Regions from separate parts of the Mus musculus genome. Here region 2 is linked to region 1. The links are chromatin contacts, called in public ChIA-PET maps. All regions are on one chromosome and are shown on one strand. The core of a region is the stretch at or near the end of the contact, and the rest is flanking DNA. Distances in the headings are between cores, read along the strand shown.

Region 1 (6,160 bases), core at 2,672-5,171:
AGGCTTATCAATAAGCACTCTCCTCTGGGTCAGTAGGCTTGACGGCAAGTGTCCTTACTAAGCCGCCTCCCCGACCCCAACTCCGCCTTCGTTTAAAGCACCTTTAACCTTTGCTTTCTTCCCATTGCAGCCTCCCCATCCTGACCTCTGAAGGGCCTAAATGTGGGGATCAGAAGGGTTTTTTTTAAAATAATATATGTTTATTTTATGTGCATTGGTGTTTCATCTGCACACGTGTCTGAGAAGGTGCTCTGGAATTGGAGCTACAGTTGTAAGCTGCCATGTAGGTGCTGGGAATTGAACTGTGGTCCTATGGAAGAGTAGCCAATGTTCTTAACCACTGAGCTATCGCTCCAGCCCCAGGCCTCCTGCTTGTATTTCTACTTTAGACCTCAGTTGGTGGTTTCCAGCTTTTCTTTCTCTCTCTCTTTTGGTTAAAGCTGTTAATGATCTTTTGAAGAGTTCCAGAGTTAAGCTGGAATTTAGTTTGTGGAGATCTTTTTTAGGTCAGGTGTCACTTGAAGAGATAGACCTGGGGGCCGGTATTCAAAGATATTTTAGGCATTTCGTAAAGGCTGGAGTAGTCAGACCAGCAGGCTGGCTGGGTTCCTCCAGCGTGGGCCGGCTGGTCAGCTGCTCAGCTCTTGGTTCATCTTTCGAGCAGAGCCTGGAGTTGAAGGTGAGAAGGGAGGCTGCCCTTCCTTGTGAAGAAAGAAGTGAGAGCAGCCAGGGGCGTTTGGGACAGCACAGGCCTGCACTGGCTGTACTGTTGTCCCTAAATGCCTGTGCAGCTTTGTAAGACCTTAAATGTGTCATTGTCCTTCTCGAGTAGTACTGCCCCAGAGTTGGTAACTATTGGGCCACAACATTAAATTAAGGGCCACATTGTTATGTGGTTCCAGGCTACATCCCTGGTTATTGCTTGCTTCCTTTGGGCTTACATATACCAGGCAGTTCCTTTGTTTTAATTGTTTAAGTAAAGAAATTTAAGATAGGCATGGTGGCATACAGCTGTAATCCCAGTAGTTGGCAGAGACAGGGGGATCATCACAAATTCAAGGTCTGCCTGGGCTACATAGCGAGACCCTTGTGTGCAAAAAGAGAAAGTCCATGCTTTCTCCCCCGATGGGCAAGGCTCTGGGTTTCATCCTTGGCTCCTCTTGTTAAAGGAAGAGTCTGAAGGGTAAATGTGTCAGAACACTTGGTTGGTGCTGTTTACAGTGTGTCCCTCTGCCCACATTGCCACCGACCAGTCACCTAGCTGTGGTTTTTTGCAGTGCTGGGCATTAAATTTAGGGCCTTGTGGATGCCACACTGGCACACAGCTCTTGAGCCACATCCCAGCCTTAGTTGAACTGATTTAAGGGAAATTTCCTTTTAATGATTCATGGCAATGACTTGTATCTCAAGAGTGAGAGTTCCTAAATAACAAAGCTGTTTGTGTTCATTTAAACATGTATGTATGTATGTATGTATGAATGTATGTGCGTGTGCTTAGCTCACATGTGTGTGCATGTGGGGGCTAGAGGACAACTTGTGGGAGTTGGTTCTCTCCATCGCATGGGTTCTGGTGCTTGAGCTCAGGTCCTCCGGCTTGGTGGCAGGTGCCCTCATCTGCTGAACCATGTTACTGATGTTTTCTCTGTCTGGTCAGATAGGCTACATGATTACTTATGGGGTAGCATTAAATTAAGGCTGCTGCTTAATAAAATATGATTGAAACAAAATTTGATTATTTCATTTAGTTAAATGTGCAAATGCCTATGTGCACTGCTTGCTGAGGCTGTGGGGCAAGTCATGTGCCCTTTGCCTCCGTTTCGTCATCAGCAGTAACTCTGTACAGCTAGTGTGAGAGTTAGTGAGGAGAGAGCCACGAGGTAAAGTTAGCGCTAGTTAGTGTCTCCTGGCTGCAGTGAGGGGAGCCTCAGGGAGACACAGGGTTAGTGAGCTACAGCAAGCCATCTGTTTGCCTTGGGAGGATTGACCTGGGGTGGGGGCTTCACTTCCAGTGAACCTCATCCTGCTCTCTTTGCTCTCCCTCTCTTCCCCTCTCCCCTCCCCTCCCCTGCCCTCCCCTCCCCTCCCCTTCCATGTCCCTTTTCTTCACTGCCTGTTTTCTTGACTCCTTTTTTCTTTCTTTCTTCCTCTTGTCCCTTCTTTTTCTTTTTGAGACGGTCTCATGTGGTGTAGGGCTGGCCTATGATTCATAAGCTCCCGCTGTAGCCTCCGGAGTCCTGGAATTACAAACTTTACTGCACATTGAGCTTCCTTATTTAAAAAAAAAAAAGTTTAAGGCAGGCGTTCTAGCGCATGCTTTTATTGTGCAAAGGCAGGTGGATCTGGAGTTCAAGGCCAGCCTGGTTTACTGAGCTAGTTCCAGGTCAGCCAGGCTACTGTCTATACAGACAAACCCCGTCTCAAAAAACAAAAGTTTAAAGTTTGTGTTTACTTGTGTATGAGTGTATGCCTTAGCTGGCTCTGAATGATGCTGAAGTGTCTGGGAGAGGAGGAAGGAACAGCTTGTGCAAAGCCCCTCCTCAGAGACAGCAGAAGCCAGAGTGTCTGTTACGGATGGGCTTGGGAGTTAGGCAGTAGAGTCTTGACATGTGCTTAGAATAGATGGGAGGATTCCAAGACCGCGCTGAGGACTTGTTCTTGTCTTATGAGAACAGTAAGGAGCTATTGATGATGCTTATGGGCGTGGATGAGTAAGTAAGGGAGATGATCGAGTTGCCCTTTACAAATGATTTGGGTTTTGTGTTGTGGAAAGTGAATTGGAAGAGAGCCAGCACGAGACCAGGTAAGCTGATTAGAAAGCATTTGCCGTGGTCCAGGCAAGTGATGCTGGAAGCTTGTACCAAAGTGATGGCAGCAGAGATAAAGAGAGGTGGAGGGTTGACTCCATGGCTACGTAGGAGAGATGATGGGCAGGAGGAGATGAGGGGTACTTTGGGAGTAAGGGAGGGAGCTCTTGAAGACCTTCCAGCAGTTACTGGAGGGCAGGCATCCATGGCAGTCAGGGCAGTCTGTGCTAAGACTTGAAAATCTAAGGGGAGGCAGGAAGGAGGCCTGGAGGGTGGCACAGGGAGAGAAAGGTCACTAGGTATGAGGACTGACCTCCAGTTATAGTTTCAAGCTGCCTGGCCTTCTGCTCTGGGGTGGTGGAGCTCATAGGCTAGAACTCTGGATAAAGTGTGTGGTGGCAGGCAGCTGTGCGGTAAGGCGGTCTTTAGGAACCTTCTCTAGACTCTTTCCTCTCTCAGCTTCTGCCCTCTTCATAGGAGGCTGGCACAGGCCATCTGAACTAGCTGGGAGGCAGAATGGTGGCCGGCTCCTGGGATACACATTAGCTGCCCTTGTCCGGGTGTTGTCTGTAGAAAATTGACTTTAATGTCAGTAACAGTAAAAAACTAACCACAACTCAGGCCGGCCGCTTGTCTCATCCTTCTGGAGATTTGTGTCTTGCTTTAGCACCCTATTCTTGCTCTGAATTTTAGCTAGTTCAGTATAGGGTTGAAGGTATGAGAAAGGCTGTGGCCCAGAAGGAAACAGATGGGAGCCTGGCCGGCAGGTCACAGTGCTATTGCTTGCTCATAGGCTGCTCTGTTTATTTCTCAGCCTGACACCAGATTATTTCTTAACCCAGAGCAGGTTGTTAGTGATGGGCAGTGCTGTAGCCAGTGCCGTAGGCTGGGGGCAGTAGTGGTGGGGTGCATTTCTTTGATCCCAGCGCTGGGGAAGCTGAGACAAGAGGACCAGGGCTTTAAGGTTACACTTAGTGATACGGTGAGTTGGAGGCCAGCTTGGGCTACATGGAGACACTGTCACAGAAGCGAAACAATCCAAAGAAAGTGGCACTTGGCTGCAATGAGAGAAAACCCCTTAGTGTGGGTTGCCGATGCCCCCCTGTGGCTGCCTTTTGTTCTACACTTTTGCTCTCTCTGTAGTTCAGTCTATCTGTGACAGTGGTAGAAAAGCATGTAGACCATTCTTAGGCCTTTTTCTGGCCTTTTTTGTCATGGTCCACATCCTTCCTGATTGCATCTGATCCTTGGTCCTCCTGAGAAAAAACCAGCCCTGTTCATGAGGGGCTATGGCTGTGAACCCAGAAACAGTCTGCAGACTGAGACTCGCAGCTCCTGCTGCAGGAGCCCGTGGAGAACAGAACCGACCTGGGTGCACTGCCTGTTTTTCTGATGTCCATGAGGTGGCACTGTGATCTTACTTTTGTTTCTGTTTTTCTTTGCAGCCAAGCTCTCCTCCAGGAAGTGAAAATGTGGTGCCCCGAGAGCCACTGGTAAGTATGAAAGACCTGGAGGAGCCTATGGCTGCGCCTCGAATCAGCGGCCTGCATGCTTGGAGGCAGGACCTGGTGACCCTTGCCCCTGACCTCTGGCTTGTGACTTCTGCTTATCAGGAGGGAGTGACAAGACCTCTTGGAGCACCCATCTCTACAGTCACATGGCACTTTGTTTGCTGCTGCTAGTAGGACTAGGTGACAGCAAGGTTGCTGCTTGTCAGCTTCACACTGTCAGAAACCTGAAGTAGCTAGTCTTTGCTTCTCAGTGAAGCACCCGGGGTGGGGTGGGGTGAGGTGCCCTTTAAGGACCAGGTAAGAGGAAGGGTTCTGGGGTTGCTTGGTCTGTGGTTCTGTCTGTGATGGGTGGCACCCATGGTATTGTAGATTCTTGATAGGAAAGAAACCTACTGAGGGTTGAAGGACCTTTTCTCTTTCTAAACAAGGAGGGCCACCCTCTGGAGCTCAGTTTGTCCTTGCACTCACTATGTGGCCTAGGCTGGCTTCCTGCTCACAACAGTTCTCCGGGCACAGCTTCACAAGCGCAGCAGGTAGAGGACAAACACCACTGCTCTCAGCTAAGGAACTCTGTTTGCAGAGTGGTCTGAACCAGAGTCCCTGCCTGCCTGCCTGCCTGCCCTGTTTTCACTGTTTGGCATTTCAGGACTTGATGTCAGTCCTGTGGGCTGGGTAGTAAGACCGGTTCTGTGCAAACCAGCTCAGTTTTAGGGGCGCGCCAGCATTGGGTTTAACGTTGCCAAGACTTTCCTGACTTGGAGTGGTGGTAGCGGTGAGCGTGGGGCGATCTGCCCAGGCTTTGTTTCCGTAGCCCGGGCAGTCTCCTGCTTTCTTCACTCTTCCCCGGCCGAGCTGGAGAGGGTGGCGTGAAGCCCTTGGCTGCGGTGAACAGGGCCAGGTTCTAGCAGGTTCTAAGGCTTTCTAGGCAGAGGGCGAGATAGATCTGGCTGCAGATGGGCCCAGAGGACCCAAGTACCTCCCAGACGTCTCCAGGGGAGTGGTGCTGTTACTCATGTCACCTCTGTCCCCAGCGATGGGCTCATCCCAGCATGTCTGTGGTACCTCTCTCCACTCTGTAGTTTTGCCTGGCTCTTCAGAAGATGCTCTGTTCTTCCAGGCCTGTGAGCTTGCTCTGTGGCCTGCCTCCAAGCCTTTCAGAGAGAAGCTGTGACTTACACTGAAGTCCAGACTGAACACAGCAGTCCGTTTCTATCCCTTACTGCTGCGGGCTCTTTTGAAACTTCCTGATTTGGCTTTCCATCCTCAACATGAGGCCAGGCTGTCTTTTGGGGGCACAACTGGAAAAGCTCTGTGGAAGCGTGGAGTCTCTGATGCTGCCTGACGCCTGGGTGCGGGGAGCCCTGCAGGCCTGTGCTGTGTAGGACTCTGAATGTGGCTCCTTCCGCTGTACCGCGCATCTGCCTACTGCCTGGTTATGCTATTTCTTTCTTTTCTGGGAGCCCCTGAGCAGTCTTCAAACCCTGGTAGCCTGTGATCGTCCAGAGTTCAGACTCATTCTCTCCAGGCCAACTCTACAATTACCTTATATTTAATTAATATTTTTTCTCCTCTTTACGTACTTACTGCATAATTGCTCAGAGGAAAGAAAACACATAGCAGCAATTTATATATATATAAAAAAAAACAATAATTAAAAAAAAACCCGAAATAAACTCCCATCTCATTTGGGCTGATCCTGTGAGTTGGGTAATTAGGGCCCTATTAAAAGGTAGACCCTTTCTCCTTCCCCCCTCCTTTTTTATTAATTTTTTTATATTAAACTCCCACAGTCTCTCAGTCATGCCCTTATTGCTTTTGGCCAGCCATTTGCAGCAGCCTGATTAA
Region 2 (6,033 bases), core at 2,628-5,127, 90 kb before region 1:
AAGTTATAAGTAGGCATGATCGTGTCGTGCTGATCCTATTAAGAAAGAGTCCAGGACTTAGTCCCAGCTGGGCCCAGGGTTAAAGTTCAGTCTCACTACTAACTGGCTGGGCAAGTCAGTTCCCTGAGCACTCACACAAGATAAGATTCGTCTGCTCTTCCTGTGTCATTTGTACTTGAATGGACAGATGTTTTGCCTGCACGTTTGTCTGTGTGCCTGGTGTGTGCAGTGCCCACAGAGGCCAGAGAAAGGCTCCAGATCCTCTGGAACTGGAGTTGCAGAACTTTGTCCTCGGAAGGTGGCAAGACAGGCAGGAGCCACAGTCACAGCCTAAGAACAACTGTGAGCTCGTGGGAGGCTATTGTTTGCCCTCTGTCAAGCCGTCTCCAAGATTTTCTGAGCCATGGTTTATCCTTATTTGCTGTAAGGCTAACATGCCAAGTCCAGCCTGTAAGAAAGAAAGGCCTGTGGCGGCATCACCAGGGCGCATGGCCCATTGGACTTAAGAAGGAGGCTTAAGAGCTGGGTGTTGGGCTGGTGAGATGGCTCAGTGGGTTAGAGCACCCGACTGCTCTTCCGAAGGTCCAGAGTTCAAATCCCAGCAACCACATGGTGGCTCACAACCATCCGTAACAAGATCTGACTCCCTCTTCTGGAGTGTCTGAAGACAGCTACAGTGTACTTACATATAATAAATAAATAAATCTTTAAAAAAAAAAAAAAAAAAAAAAAAAAAGAGCTGGGTGTTGTGGCACAAGTTTGTAACTCCAGGAGGTGGAGGTGGAAATTGCAAATCTGAGGCCAGCCTGAGCTATACAGTAAGATGCTGCCTAAAAAACAAACAAACAAACAACAAAACAAAAATCAGGAACTATGGCTGAAGAGATGGTTCTGCGGCCAGGAATACATTCTACTCTCTCATAGGACAGGAGTTTGGATCCCAGCAGCCCTGTTAGGCAGCTCACAACAGCCCACAACTCCAGCACCTTCTGGTTTTCTCAGGAGCCTGCACCACTTGCCTGTACACATACACAGAAATAAACAAAACCAAAATCACGGCAGCTAAGGCCAGGGCCGGTGACATACCTCAGTGGGTAAAGCTGCCAAACCTGGTGACCTGAGTTTGATCCCCAGTGCAACATGGTAGGGAACATGGCTCTGGCTCCTGCAAGTCAGACTACCAAATACAGGCAAGCACACAAAATAAGCCAATCGGGAGGGGGCACGGGACAATAATAACGACAGTAATTACATAGCCTTTGCATGACCCTGGATTGGGGAGGCCTCAACTGTAGACTTACAGTGCTAAGACCGGAGCGGATTCTGTAAAAACATAAAGCTGAACTTGATGGTACATGTCTGCTGTCTCAGCACTGGGAAAGCTGAGGCAGGAGGACTGCTGCCACCCTAGGCTACAAAGTAAGACCTAGTCTCAAAAAAATGAAAATACTCTGTGATAGCTATACCTGGTTGTCCATTTGACCACATCTGGAATGAACTACAATCCAGAAATGGAGGGCACACCTGTGATTCAGTTCTTCAGGCTGAAAGACACAGGCTTTTGATTTAGATCTTGAGGCACAGTGGCCATGAAAAGCTTAGGCCCTAGCCGGGTGTGGTGGTACACACCTTTAATCCCAGCACTTGGGAGGCAGAGGCAGGTAGATTTCTGAGTTCCGGGCCAGCCTGGTCTACAGAGTGAGTTCCAGGACAGCCAGGGCTACACAGAGAAACCCTGTCTCGAAAAACCAAAAAAAAAAAAAAAAAAAAAAAGAAAGAAAGAAAGAAAGAAAGAAAGAAAGAAAGAAAAGAAAGGTTAGGCCCAGGCAAGGAAGGTAAGTGTCTCCTTGTCTCCTTTAATCCCAGGAGACAGAGGCAAGCAAATCTCTGAGTTCAAGGCCAGTCTGGGGCAGAGCAAGTCCCAAATCCAGGCATGGTGGTAAACATAGCTTCTGCTGGAGACCTGCATAAGGACAATGGGAAAAGGGATGGTTCACTCTTCTTTGCCTGCTTGCTTTTACTTGCCAGCACAGGATTCAAGCTTATACAGAAGACCAGCTAAAATACCCAGCCTCGTGGGACTGAGCAACTACCAGATTCTTGGACTTCCCATCCATAGTTGCCCATTGTTGGGTTAGTTGGACTATAGACTGTAAGTCACTCCAATAATTTCCCTTAATATATAGAGACATTCCATAAGCTCTGTGACTCTAGAGAACCCTGACTAATATAGAAGTTCAAGATTCAACACCACAGCAAATTTAAAAACCACAGCCAAGGCTGTGGACTGAGATCTTGTCTTTTTTTTTTTTTTTTTTTTTCTGGTTTTTCTGGAAGCTCGTCCACCCCCGAGCCTTGTACCTGATAAGACAATGGGCTGACTCTTAAGACTCTTCCAGGAGCTCTTACCTAGTACTCCCTTGTTCCCACCCTTGTTTTGGAAATAATGGTCTAACCAGCTCAGAGTTGGGATAAATGTGTGTTGGTTATAGGGGGCTGGAGGAGTAGGGACATTAGGCATTTATCAGAAACAGATACAGACACAGAGAGAAACAGAAAGTCACTTAGGGCCAGGCAAGGGATATAGCTCAGTGGCAAAGCACTTGTCTAGAATGCTCAAAACCTACGATTTGATTCGTAGTACTGGAGTGAGGGAAAAAAATTCAAGAAGCTGGTGCAAGCCAGTCTTTTCATTTACCATCAAGCGTTATGTCTATGTGCTGTGTGCAAAACTTACAAAAGATAAAAGGAATTCATTGAAGGACATGATAGCCACTCCTAGAGAGAGAGTAGGCAATGGAAAGAACCTGAACCTAGCCAGGCGTGGTAGTACATGCCTTTAATCCCAGCACTCCGGAGGCAGAGGCAGGCGGATTTCTGAGTTCGAGGCTAGCCTGGTCTACTGAGTGAGTTCCAGGACAGGCAGGGCTACACAGAGAAAAAATCCCGCCCCCCGAAAAAAAAAAAAAAAAAAAAAAAAAAAAAGAAAAGAAAAAAGAAAGCAGCGCACCAACACCTGAGTCTGAATGGAAAAGTAAATTGAAACTAAAAGTGTCTGACCAGCGGGCGAAACAGCACCCCAGACCTCCAGCGCCGGAAACTGTAGTGGGGCTGAGGAAATGGTAGAGAAGAGTGCTTGTGTTCCGCTACAAGCACAAGGAAGAACTCACTTCCAGTCTTGCCTCCCCGAGTATCGGCCACGCACGAGGTACACGGACATACATGCAGGCAAACCAATACACAAAAAATAAATAATTATGAAACCACCCCCCCAAAACCCCTCAAGCCTCTCCTCCGCTTCGTTTTCTCTTTCTGTGCGAGTGGGCGCACGCGCCACTGCTGCACGTGGAGGTCAGATGCCAACTTTGCGGAGTGGGTTCCACTTCCACCCGCTTGGCTCTTTACTTGCTGACCGTCTCGTCTTAGTTTGCACCGCTGTTTCTTGACCTGCAAAAATGGTACACACTGAGGTTCCCACAGATAGGACAGACTTGACTCCTGCCTCAGAGTTGAGGGACAGTGAAGGGAAGCAGCAGCCATGGATCAAAAACGCCAGTGGGCTTGGTAAGGGCTGCACCAAGCCCTTAATGTCTTCTCTTTCACGCCGAGCTGCAGACCCGAGCTTCCGCACGAGCGGGAGGCATCGTGCAAGGTCCCGCTAGAACACTTAGAAGAAGCCCTTTAAACGCTCCTAGAACACTTAGAAGAAGCCCTTTAAACGCTCCTCTCCAGCTCGAGGTGCCATCGACTGCTCGGCGCTCTACAGATCTGGGCCCCGGGGGTGGGCGGGTCCGTTTGCCCTCAGGTGGTATAACAGGCGCCGCAGAGACCCAATAGCGTGGGGCATCGGCCCACCCCTGTCTTCTGATTGGCCAGCGTCTCTGTAAGCCTCTCGAGGCGCCGGGAGCCGGACTTCACTGTACTTGCCTCGGAGCGCTCGGTCCTTCGCGTTTCTTCCTCCTCGACTCTGCTTCGTCTGCCTCCGCCATGGCCCAGTGAGTGACCGACACGCGCAGTCGGGCCCGGGAGACTTCCGGGGCTGAGCGTGGTGATGGCGGGGCTCTGCTCAGTTGTCTCCCTGTTCTCCTCAGCCCCGGTGGTCGCCTGGGTCTCCTCGCGCAGCCCTGACCCCTGCACCTCAGGGTCCCCGCCATGGCCAGCGCAAGCTCCGCCACCCCTTCGTGGGAGCTTGCGGCTGCGACGGGCTCGCGGGGAAGGAAGGCCGCGCTGGGTCGGGGACGGCCCACGCCCCTTGTGCTGGCCAGGCCATAAGGAACGACGGGCAGGGCCAGGGGCAGGGCATGGGTGGCTTCGTGTGCCCGGACGCCCTTTAGAAGGAACTTCCATGGAACTGTGGGGTGCAGGGTGCGGTCGATCCTAGGTGCATGGTGTGAGCCGAGAAGGGTGCAGGCTGCCAGTCCTAATAAAAGCCACTAAGTAACACTAATATCCTTTCTTTGTGTTTGCTTTATTGTTTTTTTTTTTTTTTGTCATTTCAGAGCTGACATTGCACTGATCGGACTGGCTGTCATGGGCCAGAACTTAATTTTGAACATGAATGATCATGGATTTGTGGTAAGTAGTGAGGACACGTTGCCTTCCCGCTGAGAGCTGTGATTTGTTTTTCAGAGATCCCAAGGCATCACTCAGTAAGCACTGTTTGGTGTCTTTGTAGAAGAATTTCTGCTTTAGTCGTGCTCCCTCTGTAGTTAAGGGAAGAGCCTCCTTGGATAGAAATAAATATAAAAGCAGTGGTTCTCAACATTATGATTTATAACACTAGCAAATTACAGTTATTGCGTAGTTATGAAAATAGTTTTATGATTGGGGGTCATCACAACACGAGGGGCTATATTAAAGGGTCGCAGCGTTAGGAAGGTTGAAAACCATAGATGTAAAGGGACCCAGATCTTGGAAGCTGTAGCTAGGAAAACTTGGGGTACATGGAGATTGTTTTTCTTTGTAGACAGCAGCTTGTCTCACAGTGTTGTCACACTGGAGTCTCAGGGCCCTCTCATCTCAGCTTTCTGAGTCCAGGGTCAGAGGATCCTCCTGCCTGTGGGCTCTGAATGTTCTTTCTAAATAGTAGCATGGCTTAGACACCAGGATTACCAGGGACAAAGGACCCAGGTAGTAGTGACAGGCTCAACCTGATAAGCAACAAGTGGCAACCGCCTTTCCCTGGGCTCTCTGCTGTGACTGGACTTTGCAGAGATTGCCTAGCACTTAAAAAGAAAAGGCAGGTCAGCTCTCGCTAGACCTTGGACAGAGTAGACGTTTCTCTGTTGCTGCATCTACCACCCGAGGGTCATGTGTGTGCCAGATCCTCTGACAGGCCTTTTGTCCTTCCAGGTCTGTGCTTTCAATAGGACAGTCTCCAAAGTCGATGACTTCTTGGCCAACGAGGCGAAGGGCACCAAGGTGGTTGGTGCACAGTCCTTAAAGGACATGGTCTCCAAACTAAAGAAGCCCCGCCGGGTCATCCTGCTTGTGAAGGCCGGGCAAGCCGTGGATGATTTCATCGAGAAATTAGTAAGGCCAGCTCGGTTCTCGGATGCCGCCCGCAAATCCCTCTAACTGTCTCACTTCTGAGATGGTGGTCTTCAGTGTCTGAGTACAGACTGATGGGTTCTGATAAAGTGCTTGAGTGTTTCAGGCTTGGTTGCCTTGACAGGCACTTATGGAATAGTATTTTTGTTTTGTTTGTTCTTAGTTTTTCAAGACAGGGTTTCTCTGTATAGCCTAGGCCTTCCTGGAACTCACTTTGTAGACCAGGCGGCTCAGACTCATAGAGATCCCCCTGCCTCTGCTTCCTGAGTGCTGGGATTGAAGGTGCGTGCCATCACCGCCAAGTTGTGTTCTCTGTAGAGAGGGGTTTTTTGTTGTTTTTTTGTTTGTTTGTTTGTTTTTTCATTTTATTTTATATAAATGAATGTTTGCCTGAGTGTGTAACTGCACCACATACCTGAAGTGCCTGATGAGGCCAGAAGAAGAGAGTCAGACTCCTTGGAATTGGAGTTAGTGGGCAATTGT

The links. ChIA-PET counts read pairs in DNA pulled down with a chosen protein or histone mark.
Region 2: a contact with region 1 is called in an RNA polymerase II ChIA-PET map of memory CD8 T cells, with 6 read pairs. The contact joins the promoter of Pgd here to the enhancer-like site in region 1. A contact is called at or near these places in 1 of 484 Hi-C or Micro-C datasets (nephron progenitors), 3 of 115 datasets of contacts at active chromatin or transcription factors (the SCID.adh cell line, memory CD8 T cells and pancreatic cancer cells) and 2 of 9 other capture datasets (adipose tissue and liver).

The regions. Positions count from the first base shown.
Region 1 is chr4:149,074,157-149,080,316 of GRCm38.p6, reverse strand. Pex14 (peroxisomal biogenesis factor 14) reads left to right here. Exons shown (of 9, transcript NM_019781.3): 2 at 4,250-4,297. Among named protein-coding and RNA genes, the nearest start is that of Gm46722, 21 kb to the left of the region's middle. Within about 2 kb of position 3,921, at least 72 of the 459 cell types and tissues checked have an H3K27ac peak or open chromatin away from gene starts, as enhancers often do. A contact at or near this core is called in the SCID.adh cell line, adipose tissue, liver and 1 more, where this site is marked.
Region 2 is chr4:149,164,549-149,170,581 of GRCm38.p6, reverse strand. It overlaps Pgd (phosphogluconate dehydrogenase), which reads left to right and starts at 3,877. Exons shown (of 13, transcript NM_001081274.2): 1 at 3,877-3,995; 2 at 4,500-4,575; 3 at 5,353-5,532. The coding sequence starts at 3,988.